Linked DNA regions of Sus scrofa: region 1 is linked to region 2. Evidence: chromatin contacts called from public HiChIP or PLAC-seq data. All regions are on one chromosome and are shown on one strand. Each heading gives the region's core, a stretch centred on a gene start, on an enhancer-like site or on the middle of the called end of the contact. The rest is flanking DNA. Distances are from core to core; before and after follow the strand shown. Region 1 has its middle 84 kb from the start of TOP1. Region 2 holds the start of MAFB (transcription factor MafB).

Region 1 (2,700 bases), core at 111-2,610, 210 kb before region 2:
TAGGGGAGCATCCCTGACACAGAAAACAGCAGGTGCAAAGGTCCTGGGGTATGATGACTTTAGGAGAAGTGAGAAGTTCCGTGTGCTTTGAGAGGAATGGCTCCAGTGGCAGCATGTTAAGAAATGAAGGGAAATAGGCTAAAGTCAAACCATGAAGGGTCTTGGGTGTCAGGCCAAGAGGTTTGATTCTTGAAGAAGGGGAACTCACAGAGGCTTTAAAAAATTATTATTCATCAGTTAGAATGGGTTATACATATATACACACCGCAAACCAAACTGTGAACAAGATAAACAGTGAGGAATCAACCTCCTTTCCAATTTGCTCCCAGCCCCAGAGCCCTTTTCTCTCTACAGATCCAAGTGGTGCAAAATTGTCATCTTTCCAGGGGGATCCTCTGCATATATCAGTGAAGATGTCTGTGTGTCTGTATCCTTAAAAACCCCTCAAGAATAGCAGCATTCTAATCACACTGTTCAGCACTTTGCTTTTTTTCCACTTAACAATATATCTTGGAGATTGTTTCATATCCGTACATAAAGAGCTGCCTCATTCTTTTTTAACAGCTGTAAAGATCTCCAGTGTATGGATGTGCAGCAATTTATTTAAGCAGTCCCTCGTTGATGGACATTCAGGCTGTTTCCAATCTTCTGTTATTATAAACCACGCTGCAGTGAATAGCCTTGTACATCCCACTCTGCATACATATATGCAAGCATGTCTGTGGAATACATCCTAGAGCAGTAGGATTTATGGGTCAATGGGTACGTGCCCCAAACGTTTTGATGGAGTGTGCCAAACTGCCATCCATGGAGACTGTGCCAATTTACTCTCTCACCAGCCTTTTGCATTTTGACCTTTGTCCATCCAATAGGTAAAAACACGGTATCTCCTTGTGGGATTTTTTTTTTTTTTTGGCTTTTTAGGGTCACACCGCAGCCTATGGAGGTTCCCAGGCTAAGGGTCAAATCAAAGCTGCAGCTGCTGCCCTACACCACAGTCACAGCAATGCGGGATCCGAGCCAAGTCTGTGACCTATACCACAGCTCACAGCAAGGCTGGATCCTTAACCCACTGAGCAAAGCCAGGGATCAAGCCCAAATCCTCATGGATCCTAGTCGGGTTTGTTAACTGCTGAGCCATTAAGGAACTCCTCTCTTTGTGGTTTTCATCTGCATTTACCTTTTATTAAGACTAAGGTTGAGTATCTTTTTGTATACTCAGGCTGAATTTCCTAATCTGAGAACTGCTTGTTCATATCCTTTGCCCATTTTTTATTGGCCTTTTTTTTCTTATTGATTGTTAGGACATTGGTGTAGTGGTGTAACTCTTGCCTGCTGGTAAATTTCCTCCAGCCTCTGATGCACCCTGGTGGTTGTGCTGTGTGCCGGCAAATATTTCTTCTCTGAGCTGAGGGGTGGAGCTTTGGAGAATGGGGATTCTTCTTAGCTCTTTCATGGAGTCATGACTAATGGGGTAGAGCAATTCTGCTTCTTGGCAGAGGAGAAAACGCTTCCAGAAATCTCTGACGGGGGCAGAGCCCCTTCTCTCTGCTCTCCACCAACTCTTTCCTTTTCTCCCTGGCTCAATACTGCCCTTCCTCCCCACGTCTCAGGAGTCCTCTCTGCTCAGCTTCCCCTTTCCTAATATTAGCATAGGCACAGCCCTGCCCCTTCCCCCACCCCGGCCCCCGTCACAGGCAGTGATTATATAGCAAATTAACCACAAGCTGTTCTGTCCTCGTCCAGTGGCAGTTGGGGAGATGCTACTCTGAGTAATGACTTGTGTGGTTGATGCTCTCATCTGTAATTTGCGTGTGCAATAAATGCAGGAATAAAACCCCGATCCATATGAAAAAGGGACCAAGTAGAAGGAGAGGGGGTGGGGGGAAGAAATCATGAATTTTGTGGACTGCATCTTACAGTCTGGCTTCAATTTCCTCTTGAGTAATGCAGTCATTGCCTACATGTGATTGATGGCTGTGTTTGCCTAAAGGAAGGAGGCAGGCAGAGGGAGAGGCAGAGAGCAGGGCTTGACTCCCACCGTCTCCAAGTTTGTCTTTGAGAGTGGAACAGGTATTCTCTAAGCCTCAGTTTCCTCATCTATCAAATGGGGATAATAATAATAATATTGCTCTCCAATCAGGTGTGAAAGACCCTGGATTTCTGAACGTGGTGAATCTGTAGCAAATGTTCATTTTCTCCTCTCTTTCCCGTCTCTCCATCATATTAGGTGGGGGTTTTAAAATTAAACTTCTAATTTTGAGATAATTATTGATTCATACGCAGTTGTAAGAAGTCATAAAAAGAGTTTCTGAGTGTCCTTTCCCCATACTCCTCCAGTGACGACACCTTGTAAAACTATAGTACAATGTCACAACCAGGATGTTGACAGATAAAAATCACAGATCTTACTAATATTTCCCCACTTGTACTTGTATATGAGTGTACGTTTAGTTCTGTTTTTTGCCTCTTTTTTTTTTTTGGCAGAAACTGACAAAGTGATCTTAAAACTGTGTATGAAAGTGCAAAAAGTACTGTAAATTAGGGGAATGGATGGAAGAGTGGTGCCACACTCAGTCCTAAGAAACAGAGGAGGTCACAGAGTTCCCGCCACGGCTCAGTGGTTAACGAACCCGACTAGCATCCATGAGGACTCAGGTTCAATCCCTGGCATCCTCAGTGGGTTAAGGATCCAGTGTT
Region 2 (2,700 bases), core at 155-2,654:
GCCGGGGTTTTGGGAGCTCATATTTCGGGCCATCCTGGACCAGATAGAAAAGCGCGCAGAGCGGGAGCCCTGTCTCAATGCCTTTAGTACGGTACGCTCCGGGGTCCCCGTCTGCGCTTAGCGGAGGTTTCTCATTGCACAGCTCTGGGGCCCCTGGCTGGAGCATTTCCTCTTTCGGCCCTCGGCCTAACTCTGCCTAGGAGTTTCCAGCTCAAGGAGCTGCCGCCGGGCATCTCCCCACCCCCGCCCCCACCCCCAGCTGGGGCACAGAGTTCCATGGGGGACATCAGCGCGGAAATCGCGACTGAGTCCGAGAACCGAACCGAGAACCTGTGCGTGGCCCCAGAGGAACCTGTCCTGAGCTCCGGTGCGCACACAGCCTACTTTCTGGGCCAGGTTGAATTGGGCGTGTTGGGGAGACCCAGTTGGGTCTCAGGCGTCGGCCGAGCCTTTCTGCTGCGGGTCCCGCGGTTCAGCGCGCCTTTGCGCGAAGTGGCCACTTGGGGTCGCACTTTATGCCTGTTTGAGCCTCTCCACCTTGGGCTGACGCCGGGATCTGCTTAATCGTTACAAAACGTTCAAACAAAAACAGGGCCGGATTCGCAGCAGCCAAGAGCCACCCGGAGCACCGTCCTGGGCTGGCCTCAGCCCCCAGCCTCGGCGAATTCAGGGTTCCGTGCATTTGCCTGGGAGAGGGCTTCTGAGCCTTTGGGCCGATTCCTTCCCAGCTCCCTTCATCTTGTGCATTTGTGGGTGGGGTGAGCAGGGAGCTGCGCGGCCAGCGGAGTTCTAAATCCGGGCCCGGGCACTGCACCCTCCAGGAGGGGGGCAGACCCTGCTTGGCCCGAGGAGGTTAAGAGTTGGATCTGAACACAACTCTTGGAGCCCCGACCTCGCCCCCCCACCCCACCCCGCAACACACAAACGCGAGCAGATCTGTAGAAACACAGCCTTGCACCGCATACACCGGCCCGAGACCCAGCGGCACACGGAGCGTCCCCCACTGGGCGGGGGACGCTAGGGAACAATGGGCCAGAGAGGTGCCATCCCGGCGCTCATTCTGAGCCTCCTGGGGGTTGATATGGGCTGGTGGGAGGGGAGGGGGCACAAGGGTAAAGAAGGAGGAGAGCGCGCGAAGGGGTGGATAAGGTGGGGGGGGGGCACCGAAGAGCTGGCGGAGACCAGGACTCCGAGGGGGTGGGGGCTGGGCCCGGGCCGGCGGTCCCACTTGGCTCCAGCCCTCCGCCAGGCCTCAGCGGCTCTTCGGCTGCTCGCGCCGCCAGTCAGCTGACACTGGGGGCGGAGGAGCTGTCAGGCGCGCCCCGCCCTGCGCCGCCGGGCCGTGGGGCCCGTGCAGCCATTGGCCAGCGCTCTGGGCCGCCCGGGCCCCCGCGCCCCAGTGACATCAGGGAGGCGATAAAAGGCAGTGGCGGCGCCGGATCCCGCACAGCTGCACCGCCGGGCTGCGAGCGGCTGCGATCGAGAGAGACCAACAGCAAGAGAGCTAGAGAGCGAGCCGCGGGCGCTCGCCCGGCGCCTCCCCTCGGTTCAGCCCCCGCGTCCCGCTCGCTTCTCCACCCCTCCCAGGCCGTCCCGGCCCCGGCGCGGCCACATCCCTGAGCTCTGGGGCGGCGCAGGCAGCCTCGGGACTCTCCGGCGCGCCGCCGCGTCCCCAGACAAAGGCTTGGCCGGCGGCCCCGGCCCGCTGAGCCCTCGGCTCCCCGCCTCCCGGGCTCGCCGCTCTTCGCCCCCGCTCCCGGCTCGGCGCGTCCCGGCCGGTCGCAAAGTTTCCCGGGCGGCAGCGGCGACTGCGCCTCGCGTGAGCGATGGCCGCGGAGCTGAGCATGGGGCCCGAGCTGCCCACCAGCCCGCTGGCCATGGAGTACGTCAACGACTTCGACCTGCTCAAGTTCGACGTAAAGAAGGAGCCGCTGGGGCGCGCGGAGCGCCCGGGCCGGCCCTGCACGCGCCTGCAGCCAGCTGGCTCGGTGTCGTCTACACCTCTCAGCACGCCGTGCAGCTCGGTGCCCTCGTCGCCCAGCTTCAGCCCCACCGAACAGAAGACCCACCTCGAGGACCTGTACTGGATGGCGAGCAACTACCAGCAGATGAACCCCGAGGCGCTCAACCTGACGCCCGAAGACGCGGTGGAGGCGCTCATCGGCTCGCACCCAGTGCCACAGCCGTTGCAGAGCTTCGACGGCTTCCGAGGCGCGCACCACCACCATCACCACCACCACCCACACCCGCACCACGCTTACCCGGGCGCCGGTGTGGCCCACGACGAGCTGGGCCCGCACGCGCATCCACACCATCACCATCATCACCAAGCATCGCCACCGCCGTCCAGCGCGGCCAGCCCCGCGCAGCAGCTGCCCACCAGCCATCCCGGGCCTGGGCCGCACGCGGCGGCCACCGCGACGGCGGCTGGCGGTAGCGGCAGCGTGGAGGACCGCTTCTCTGACGACCAGCTCGTGTCCATGTCCGTGCGCGAGCTGAACCGCCACCTGCGGGGCTTCACCAAGGACGAGGTGATCCGCCTGAAGCAGAAGCGGCGGACCCTGAAGAACCGGGGCTACGCCCAGTCGTGCAGGTATAAACGCGTCCAGCAGAAGCACCACCTGGAGAATGAGAAGACACAGCTCATTCAGCAGGTGGAGCAGCTTAAGCAGGAGGTGTCCCGGCTGGCCCGCGAAAGAG

Evidence for each region. HiChIP or PLAC-seq counts read pairs in DNA pulled down with a chosen protein or histone mark.
Region 1: an H3K27ac HiChIP or PLAC-seq map of alveolar macrophages shows a contact between it and region 2. The contact joins the enhancer-like site here to the promoter of MAFB in region 2. A contact is called at or near these places in 11 of 47 Hi-C or Micro-C datasets (alveolar macrophages, embryonic fibroblasts, epiblast stem cells and 6 more) and 1 of 2 datasets of contacts at active chromatin or transcription factors (alveolar macrophages).

Annotation. Positions count from the first base shown.
Region 1 is chr17:43,624,626-43,627,325 of Sscrofa11.1, reverse strand. No RefSeq gene overlaps it. Among named protein-coding and RNA genes, the nearest start is that of TOP1, 84 kb to the left of the region's middle. Within about 2 kb of position 1,360, at least 15 of the 83 cell types and tissues checked have an H3K27ac peak or open chromatin away from gene starts, as enhancers often do. A contact at or near this core is called in alveolar macrophages and embryonic fibroblasts, where this site is marked.
Region 2 is chr17:43,410,486-43,413,185 of Sscrofa11.1, reverse strand. MAFB (transcription factor MafB) reads left to right here and starts at 1,404. Exons shown (of 1, transcript XM_013985377.2): 1 at 1,404-2,700. The coding sequence starts at 1,827.